2 separate regions of the Mus musculus genome follow, and region 2 is linked to region 1. A link is a contact called in public promoter capture Hi-C data. All regions are on one chromosome and are shown on one strand. Each heading gives the region's core, a stretch centred on a gene start, on an enhancer-like site or on the middle of the called end of the contact. The rest is flanking DNA. Distances are from core to core; before and after follow the strand shown. Region 1 holds the start of A830082N09Rik (RIKEN cDNA A830082N09 gene). Region 2 holds the start of Dse (dermatan sulfate epimerase).

Evidence for each region. Capture Hi-C pulls out chosen DNA fragments and counts their contacts.
Region 2: a promoter capture Hi-C map of adipose tissue shows a contact between it and region 1. The contact joins the promoter of Dse here to the promoter of A830082N09Rik in region 1. A contact is called at or near these places in 8 of 39 promoter capture datasets (the 3T3-L1 cell line, 3T3-L1-derived adipocytes, the C10 cell line and 4 more), 3 of 115 datasets of contacts at active chromatin or transcription factors (the NIH/3T3 cell line, bone marrow-derived macrophages and embryonic stem cells) and 3 of 9 other capture datasets (adipose tissue, liver and pancreatic islet).

The regions. Positions count from the first base shown.
Region 1 is chr10:33,992,667-33,998,020 of GRCm38.p6, forward strand. It overlaps A830082N09Rik (RIKEN cDNA A830082N09 gene), which reads right to left and starts at 2,389. Exons shown (of 1, transcript NR_015526.2): 1 at 1-2,389. It overlaps Rwdd1 (RWD domain containing 1), which reads right to left. Exons shown (of 7, transcript NM_025614.3): 7 at 3,889-4,182. The coding sequence ends at 4,061.
Region 2 is chr10:34,205,014-34,210,367 of GRCm38.p6, forward strand. Dse (dermatan sulfate epimerase) reads right to left here and starts at 2,222. Exons shown (of 6, transcript NM_172508.3): 1 at 2,067-2,222.

The DNA of each region.
Region 1 (5,354 bases), core at 1,139-3,638:
GTCAGTCTCTTGTTCTGTACTACATACACAAAGCTAGGTGGACCACAGGCTTCAGGGATTCTCCTACCTCTAACTTCCATCTCTCTAGAGGAACACTGGGGTTATATTATATACATGCACTACCATGTCTGGCTTTTCCAGAGTCCTAGGGATACAACTCAGGCTTCATGATTGTGAGACAAGGTCTTTCACTCACTGTAATATCTTCCCAGTCTTGACAACTGAATCACACATATTTATGTGAAGAAATGTATCAGACCTCACTGGTGAGTAAAAATATTAAGAAACAAATCTTCACTATCTTGTTTTTCCTTTATGCTTAGTTTCCAAGGCCCGGTTCAAAGTGTCCAGGTTCATAATGAATCGCGTACCAATGGTAGAAAGATACAAGCCCCAACTTAACTATAAAAATAAGTGTTTGGAGATTTGCAATCAACAGAACTCCATATACCAGCTGATAATAGCAAGTGACTTTGACTGAAAGGCAGAAACTATCAGAAAATCACTGATCCCTTCCCATTTTCCTGCCACTGATTCTGCTGTGACTGGTAAGTCTAGATAGTTTCCATTTGCTGGCCTAATACTAAGCAGTTTTGAAGCTCATCTTTTTCAATATTTTATCCTCACCTTTTTACCACCTGAGACAGGATTTCTCTGTGTAGCCCTGGCTATCCTGAAACTTGCTCTGTAGACCAGGCTGGCCTCTAACAGAGATCCACCTGCCTCTGCCTCTGCCTCTGCCTCTGGAGGGCTGGGGTTAAAGTGCCAACACTGTTCAGCTTAATCCTTCATCTTTCTTTAAGCTAAAAAAAAAAGACCTATAAAAATTCAAGGATGTTCTGCGTGTAGTGAATGTCACTGTGCACTGTGTGCTCTCTGACAGTCAACGTGCCAGATGCTCCCACGAAGGCTTTCCAAGGAAAACGCTCTCCATCTTGTGCAAGGAAACAACATCAAGAACAGTAACACAAAGAAGTACCCAGTAACACCCATCTCCCCAGTTATGCCTAACTTCTCCTAACTTGCTACCTTTGTAAGGCCACGCTTTTCCATTAGCATTTGTCAGTCTGTCTCTCTTATTCCCTCAACCTCTTTTCCTACCTACTGCATCCTACCTTCTTCTGTGGTTCTGTATTCCTGAACTATTTACCCAGATCACACACTTATGGGAAACAACACAATGTAACGTTATGATTCAGGACCATCGACAGTGCCACTGAGTTGGCCTGTCTGGGGACCAACTGAAAATTTGATATATTATTAACCACATTTGTTGTGGTAGCTAAGAATAGCTAAGGTTCTAGTCACAACAGTAAAACTGTAGGCTGAGCTGCACTATTTCTCTTCATGGGAGAAGGGAAAAACATTTAACACTGCCACAAAGCACAAAGCAGCTGCCCAGTGTTACCGGCTTACTAAATGGAAGTTTTAAGTGATTGTCCCCAGCAAGCAACGGGAACACAAATCTGTGTGGTTTAAACTGCACATCTACAATGCTGATGCCATTATCTAGGTTGGGTCAAGGATAAGAATTGGGTGGCAATTTAGTTATTCTCCCTGGAGAATGCAAAATTAGTTCTAGATATAAAATGAAAATCAGCATAGGTCATTTTCTTTGATGATGTAAATAAAAAATCCTTTTGAATGTGCCTTAACAATTAAAACAATCCCTTTAGTCAACCTTTGATACAAGTAAACTGACAAACAGGTCACGTGAACTTTCACCTCAACAGCAGCAGCCTGACACTGGCTAAAGCCATTGCCTGTGGACACACTGCATGGCAAGCTAATGCCACCTGCCTGTGTACACACTGCATGTGCCACAGCTTCTGAAAGCTTCACCTACAGCTGATGGTTCCTTCAATGTAAACAGGTGATCACCCTGACACATACTCCTGCCTTGTCTTCCGACCTGACACAAAACACTTCAAGTGATGTCATATAGCTCACCTCCCTACATTCAAAGCCTGTGGCACCAACAATGGGTAACATGCACATGTTAACAACCCACAGGCATCTTTCTTCTAGAAACTAAAAGCTCATCTTTGCTGCTTACAAATATTCTAAACACATAGTCTGTGAAGAGTAATGAACTCATTTTCTCTTTCCAATGAGGTGACAGTGTCCTTTCCTTTTAGTCTGACCTCAACTGAACAATATTCAATTAACTCTTTGCATGTTTCTCAGCACTTTCTCAAGTTGCCCTAAAGAATCTTTGCTGGCAAAAAGAGCATGAAGGGATGAGAGGATGAGGTCTTATTCAAGAATGTGGGTATAAAGACTGGTTTGAACTCTCCTGAGAATTCTCATTCTTCCCATAATTTACACAAGTGTTTCCCTTTTTATCCTACTAATATTTTTATATGTCTTGGCACAAGTAGCAAAAGATCAAGCAAGTTTTCCACAGCCACAGTTCAGGCTGCTGCACAAATGGAGTCATGGGCTCACTCCCAGAATATGAATTCAACTGGGATTTATGTTCTCATGACAAATCTTGAAGTGTCAAGAGAACTAGTCAGGTTGCCTTTTTATCATTGCTTTCCCTACATTCTACAAAGACTAAGGTAGAAACCCACTTCAGTACCAAAGCACCTAAAAATCTTGTAAGTCACATGAAGAAAGAGGGACAAGTTGGCACTTGGGTCAAAGACCTGACCTTGGCACATTGTTCCTCGATGCTTCGTTACCCCAACTGAACAGCTTCGTCCAGGTTCTTACACAGCTACTGACCAGCTTCTCGCCATCGCTTTTATGGAGGAGAAAAGCTCATATAACACAAGCTTTTGGCTCTGCATAGAAACCCTGAAAGTTCTTGCCACCACCTGGCATCAAGATCAACTAAAACAATCTTCAAAAAGTATTAAATTCCAGAATGACAATTTTCCTTTTGTTTTTGCTTTTCTGTTTGTTTGGTTTTGGTTTTTCTCAAGACAGGGTTTTTCTGTGTAGCCCTAGCTGCCCCGGAACTCGCTCTGTAGACCAGGCTGGCTTCAAACTGAGATACTGCTGCCTCTGACTCCCGAGTGGGGAGGTTAAATTTGAGCGCCACCAACTCCCGGCATGATAGTTTTATTTTAAATAGTTTGAGTTTAATCATAAGTCTCGTTCCAAAGTAAGACTGTATTTGTGGGTATGTGACAGACATTTTTGACTGAAGGTAGGTACTTGGAACAGTACAAGTGATATAAACCAGAGGCAAGTCAACCTTCTAAACTGTAGACTGGGTAGCTAGCAGGAAGCCTGGCTCACCTACCTGATACCCACAACCAACCATCTTAATGTACTATGAAGAGGGCATTCCATATGCGAATATCTAGATATATTTCTCTTCCAATAATAAACAGTCCCAAGAGAGTCTTTGAACTGGTTAAATGGCCAGAAAAACACTAACCCAGGTAAGACAAACCAACAGGCCAGGGACTCAGGCAGAAATACATGTTAGAACAGTTCTAGAACTGCTGTAATGAGACTGAGCTGTTTTAAAATCAGGTTGGGATCTACTGCTCCTGGCTCTAACCCACAAAAGGCCCAGGAATGCATACCTCAAAACCATCAAATTTGGATTCAAATACTGCCACCACTATAATAAAGTCTATTTTATTCCTCCAAACATAATAGTTGAACTTCTAATTTGGTTAAAACTCAAAATTATTGTGCCAGGCACTAGGAGTCCAGGTTGGTTACTGTCACTCATTCTTCTCGTAAGACATTTGGAATCCAAAGTAACCACTGACCCCAGCATAGAAATTCCAAGTCACGCCCATTCCTTATTTGTAAAATCAAGCATCCATAGCAGCAGCCTACATCAGTGATACAGGTGGGGGCTCTCTGCAACACTAAGTCATAAAACATCTAAACTGTTCATCAATAAGAGGAAGTAAACACTTTATATTTGAAATTTTATGGGCAGTTTATTAAGTTCAATGATGAAAGTTATCAGAAGAATATTCTCCTGAAAAATATGTTTTTTCTTAGAAAAAAACAAAAGGAAGATCCAAACCCTCTAGCATAGCCACAGATGCTGTGGCGGTCACGCCTCTCTGGAGACTGGGACAGTCCATCAGTCTGAGGAGTCACTCCCTGGGGCAACAGGATTGTAGTCAGGATCATCTTCACCATCTTCTAGCTCCAAATCGTCCATTTCTTGGAACAATGACTCATCCACCTCCACATTGTTCCCAGCTGTGAAGAGTAAAACAGCCTCATCTTATAATCCAGAAAAAACGTGTGTGTGTGTGTGTGTGTGTGTGTGTGCGAGTGTGTGTGCGCGCGCTCAGGGAACTGGAGGTTGGGGGTAGGGATGACTCTCAGGCTACCAGTGCAAATTGTTCTGAAGTTGATCAGCAGAGACTGACAATAGAAGAGCAACTCCAATCTTCACAGTCATAGCCTAGAATCTTGCTATTTTAAAGTAGGCTCATAGACTACTTAATGTAAATGTAGCAAGCTATAGTTGAAAACGAGGACTCACTGGTGGACAATCACTGAGTCCAGCCCCACAGCTCAGCTTACCAAGAAGCAGCAGATATGCATATCATCAAAGCTGATCTGTAATTTCTTACTTAATTGACTGTCAGATGGGACTAGCCTAGTTCCCTTTACATACAACAGATGGAAAAGGCTCTAAATGTCTAAGCCCTATGAGAAGCAATGGCCAGGCTCTGCCTCAACAAACCTACTTTGCAGATGGCCTGAAGTCGCTATAGCAGGATACCACAGTACTACTCCATCTGTGCAAAGGTTATCTTCCTTCCCTCTTAAGAATCTAGGTTACTGGTATTCAATCCAATGAGAATATAGAGAGCCTATGTAAACTATAGTCTATATAAACAAGATATAGGGCTGGAGAGATGGCTCAGCCATTAAAGGCTAGGCTCAGAGCACTGAGTCCAGGCCACAGAGTAACCGAGTCAAGAGCAGTGAAAGCTTCTCAAGCCTCTTCAGGGAACATTTGAATCCAACAGAGCACAAGGATCAGGACAAGCGATTCTAAAAGTATATAAAACGTACAAAATGATAAGAGCTTGGTATTTCCAATTAGAAGACAAGAATCTTGAGAAAAATACCTGGAAGTAACACAGGTAAGGGCAGATCGAAATGGAACTATGTAGTCTTTCCCCTATCAAAGAATTCTAAGGTTTTATGGTTAAATATAAGGTTCTCATTTTCAGAAGCAGAGAAGTTAACTATAGAAGATTCAAGGCTCCAAGAAACCAAGTGATTCATGGGCTGGAGAGATGGTAGAAGGGCTGGCTGCTCTTCTAGAGACTCAGATTCAATTCCCAGCACCCACATGGTGGCTCAGAGCTATAACTCCAGCTTAACAAGGGAGGGCAGGGGGGACACGTAACGAT
Region 2 (5,354 bases), core at 972-3,471, 210 kb after region 1:
AGAAATAAAGAGCAAAATAATCTATCACAAGTAATATAAAGAAATGAAAAAACAAAACAAAACTTTGTTTCATCCCAGAATGCATTTGTCTAAAAATTGTCTCAGAGACTGAAATAATTTTCTATACTAAGACAGTACTAAGGTTCTGTGAAGGATGGCCCTAGGTCCCGCCACAACAGCACTGCAACCTCCTGCCCCCAGACACACACACCACTTATCTCATTGAAATGGACCACTTCAGCTGATTTGTGAACTACTGCTAAGTACTAGTGCAGACACATGCACAAGAACTACTCACTAAGATGTGACTGATTTAACTGGGAGAATCCACCGACTTCTTATCATGGTCTTTTTCTGGGCTAAAACCCCACCATGCAGATTGTATCCTGCTGTCAATTTCCCTCCTTGTCAAGGAACTTTAAAAAAAAGTCTCTTTTACTGAATGATTTCACTGTCTCTTTTTAATCTGGATATTAAAATGTACTTTGTAGACCAGTGTTTTCGTATAATTATTGAAACTAAGACTGATATCATGTTCTGATAATGACTAAAGGACTCTGCCGACATTCAAGTCCTCCATATTGCTTAGTCTCATATTCCTCTTTCTACAGCCAAAGACACTCCAAGAAAGCAGGGGCTGTATCTCGTGTACCCACTCCCTGTCCTAGTAACCCACACTCATGCTTTTGGTTAAGCCCTCAAGGAGTGTCACTATAGTAAACACATGTTAAATCCAAAATTTTCTCCCTTTTCAGTAGAATAGAATTTACTACCCCCCCCCCAAAAAGACCACATTTGTACAGGATTAAAGGAAAATAGTAATGTGTGAACAAATAATAGGGTAATCCTGTTTTATTTTTCCCATGCACGTTACATTTTGTAGTTCTCTCTAGTAGTATAGTCCAAAATCTTCTACAAAATTTTGGTTTCATAAGGGGTAGAGATGGCTCAGTGGTCAAGAACTGGTACTGCTCTTGTCCAGGACCAGAGTTCATTTCCCAGCACCCACATTAGGATGCTCAGAGTGTAGCTACCATACTAACACATCTAATGTTCTTCTGACCTCTGCAGGCACCTGTCTATAGTCCTGTGCATATACTCCCAGACAGACACATAATTTTGAAGTGACACTAATGAATCTTTTTTTTAACTTCACTAGTACTATCATTTATTAAGAAGATGTAAAAGCTGAAAAGACAATTAGTAAAAGTGAAAATTCTGTAATGTGAAAGAATATGAAAATATTTCTAGAAGATTCTACCTTCCTTAAGATATTGTTGATTAAGCAGCAATAAACACCAAATGTTTTCAAGAATCCACTAGAAAATCTCTAGAAACCAACGTGTCAGTTCCTGACCTAAAGAATTCCAGGTGAAAGAGGCCGGCCTCTTGCATTGGAAGCAAAGGATTAGGTTATGAATGCCAGCTGGCCTAAACGGAGGCTGTTGCCTCAAAGGAGAGATGAGAAAGTTCTCAGTTCACAAAGTTAGCTCAGATCCAGCCTCGACAGATTCTGAGCCCATGTGGCATCGCTTACAGTGCTCCCCAGCCCGAGTCAAGCCCGCCTGCCGGGCCCCCGATTGGCCCAGGCGGCCTCGGGTTGAGGTTGCCCAATCACTCTGGGGTGTTGGAGTGCAGGGGCGCTGGAATCCTGTGGCTGGGGGTGACTCAGAAGCAGCTTTCTGGGCGTTGGCGGTCCGGAGGTCGCACAGGCACAACCAGCATGGGAGCACACGACCACTACCATCCCTAGATAACTGGTGTAGCATAGGAAGGGAACGCAAGGGTGTGCTATCTCCAAACCTCTGGAAACTCGGGAGCACGTCCAGTCCCCGCCATTCGCTCCTGATCTCGGTGCTGCTGTCTGAGCTGGGTACCCGGGTAGGAGATCACGGAGCCAGCAGAGCTGGCCCGAGATGCTCAGTCCACAGGGAAATCGACGCGCAGCGGGGGACGTGGCTCAAGCTGGTCCGTAGGGACCGGTCCAGTGTAGACCCATGGAGCCACAGGAGGGTAGCTTCCTGGAGCGTGGCCCAGAGCAGCGCCCAACCCAGCCCATCACTCACCGCTCCGTCCTCCCGGGCGTCCTCTCTCTGCGTCCCCGTGGGGCGCCGGGACTCCGGACCCCTGGAGTCGGGCCCTCAGCTTGCGCGCCGAGCCATCCGAGCTCAGGGCGCTGCGCCCGGGGTGCGCCGCTGCAGCCTCTAGCCGCCGTGCGGACTGGGCGGAGACCGTCGGCGGAGAGAGGGGGGTGGGCCGCGGCAGGGCTCTGCCTGGGGCGGAGGAAGCCGCAACGTCAGCAGAGCCCGGGAGGCGAGGATGGGGAGGGGGAGAGCGGGACCCCCGCCCAGCCCAATCCGGACCTCCGCACGGGCTCTCCTCCGGCGCCCCAGATCACGGCTCCACGCGAGGCTCTGCCTTCCGGTCGCTGCGGCCCGGACCCCACAAGACACCACAGGACCCCACAGAACCCCAAGCACCCTGCCCTGCCCTGCCCCGCCCCGCCCCGCCGCTTTGGTTCCTACAGCTCTGATTTCTCCTGACCCAAGAGCTTCAAGTTCCACTCTGGAATCTCACCCAAAGGAAAGATAATTTCTGGAGGCCGGGGGAGGAGGGGCCGATTCGTTTTTTAAAGCGCTGGAAGAGGAAAGCCGAGAATTTAAAGAATCCCACTACCAAAGCTAGCGGCCAACCCCCTCTCCAGGCTCCAAAATAGTTACACTCCCGACGCCTCCCTCCCTTCCCCCCTTTCCTGAATCAGTTTTACTCTCAAAGAGAAAGGGGAAAATCCACCTAATCCGAAGCAGTTGTCGCCTAGAATGGAGTTGCAAAATACAGGGAATCCTACCGCAAGGAACCCTGTAAGCTGAACTGATTTTAATCAGCAAAGATAAAGGATTGGGGGAAGATCCTTTAGAGTTTGCAGTTCACAAAGGAAACTTTATCTTATTTCGTGTGTGTGTGTGTGTGTGTGTGTGTGTGTGTGTGTGTGTGTGTGTGTGTGTGTTTGTGTGTGTACGCGCGCGCGTGAGAGAGATATGCACCCAACTTTTGTTTATTCTTTCAATGAAATGTAGCCATCCAATACAAACTCTAACCGGTCCAGGGTTGGATCTCCTTCCTCAGAGTTAAAGAGAATTAACCTACTAGATTCTATGAAAAGGCAGCTTTTCGAGAGACACTTACCCGTTCGTAAGAATGGGCGGTTTTACTCAACCCTGTTTGCTAACAATTGCTCGGAGTTCTGACAGACTATGGAGACCCAAGGGCGCTTCCAGGCAACCACACTATTAGGAAAAGTTACAGATTTTGCAATCAAAAGTGGCTCCTCACCACGGATTAAAAAAAAAAAAAAGAAAAAAAAGAAAAGAAATACTACTGTTAGGCTTTTAAATGCTAACTCAGATAAATCACTAATTTGCGTTAACTTCCTGATATTTGGACAGGCCTGTGGTGAGAAAGTTCTAACCAGAGTAGTACTGTGAAGCAGTATTCAAATCCTTACTTTTCAGTTTACTGAAAGCTAAGCCACCTTCAGAGGCTGTGTCTCATCTATAGCATATAATTACTATAATACTCCATGCAACAAAAGATACAAATGGCTAATATTTATTAAAAGTTTACTGTATGCCAGGCCCTGTGTTGAGGTATTTATTTTAGTAGAATGAATTGTATCAGTGCCTAGCTGTAGTGTATAATTCTGAGTTAATTTCCACTTGTCTTCTCAAATCAGAAAATGACTTGAGAGAAAGCAAGATGTTTACCTACTGAACTTCCCAATGAGTAGTCTTGTAGTCATGGCCTCTCCCAGCTAATATCTTAGAATCATAAAAGAGTGTTCATACAGTCTTTGGAATGGAACCCTACACCTGACTGATGAATCAGGTGGTTGATCATAATGTGCAGACAAGACTGAAGGTCTTTTTTTTAAAGGTAGTAGTACCCACATTTACCTATTGATTGATGTCACTGCTCTGGAAATCTAGCTATAGCTGACACTGACTTGCAAAGATCCCCATGATATGATACCTCTCAACAGATTTACACATCTGCTTTCTGGACTCTATAGGCCTTTTTTTTTTTAAAGATTTATGTGTATTTTTAATTACATGCACATGGCTATCTTTCCACAGAGACCAGAAGGGGGACATTAAATCACATAGAATTAGATGGAGAGTGGTTGTGAGCTGCCCAACCAACATTGGTGCTAGGAGCCAAACTTGGGCCTTATCCAAAAGTGGTATGCCTTTTTGGCCACACTCTCCAGCCCCAACATGCCTATTCTTGACTCTGCAGGAGAATGCTTCAGTTTGTCTGAGTACATATCCATCTCTATTATCTTTTTCCTTGCCCAGTGTCCTTCTTAAAATCCCTAGAACTGCATCCAAAGTTTCATTTAAAAGTCACAGTGGAAAGCTGTGTACCTGCTTTGTTCAGAAGTATATCCTTGGAGCATTTTCTGTTGTTTGTTGTTTCCATAGCAAATGTTTATCAGAGGCCTTCTTCAACCTACATTCACTACAATTTGTGTCCAACACTCCATCTTATTCTATTGAGTTCTGTTGTGTTAAATTTGGCTTAGTCTTTAAGCTTGTTGCATGTTCTGTATTACTAACATAATGGTTAATTCCACCACCCAATTGAACGGAAGATCTGTGTCCTTCATCATCATGTAAGTTGCTAATCTTCTGCTTCCAGCTGACACTGAATTTGGATGCTCTTGCTGAGGATTTTTTTTGGGGGGGGGGTCCTGCCCCCTCCTGTCCCACTCCTTCCCAAAGCAGAAGGTTTAAAATTTATTTATTTTATGTATGTGAGTACAATGTCACTCGCTTAAGACACACCAGAAGAGAAGATCAGATCTCATTCTAGATGGTTGTGAGCCACCATGTGGTTGCCTGGAATTGAACTCAGGACCTCTGGAAGAGCAGTCAGTGCTCTTAACTGCTGAGCCATCTCTCCAGCCCCTTGCTGGGGATTTTTGTCAGGGAGGACCCACATTATCTGTGCATGTTTACTTCTCTTGTCAAAAGACACCAAGCATGGGACATTGGCATGGCTTCCTGATAGTTAGAAAAGGACCCTCCCAGTTGAGAGAGTCTCAGAAAGTAATCCAGTCCTCTCCCATGCAGCTTCAAATTCATCATATAGTTCCTCCATCAGAAGTCCACTCTGCTGATGTAGCAACATTGACAAAAAAGGAAGTGACTACTTAGTGAATTCTTGTTAATTCTACTAAATTGTTTCTTCCTTTTTTTAAGTGACCAGATGTGACTTTGGTAACAGATGTATTCATCTTTCACTACTTCTGTGAGGTTTCTGGTCTTGGGTTTAGAAACAAGCTTTTATTTACT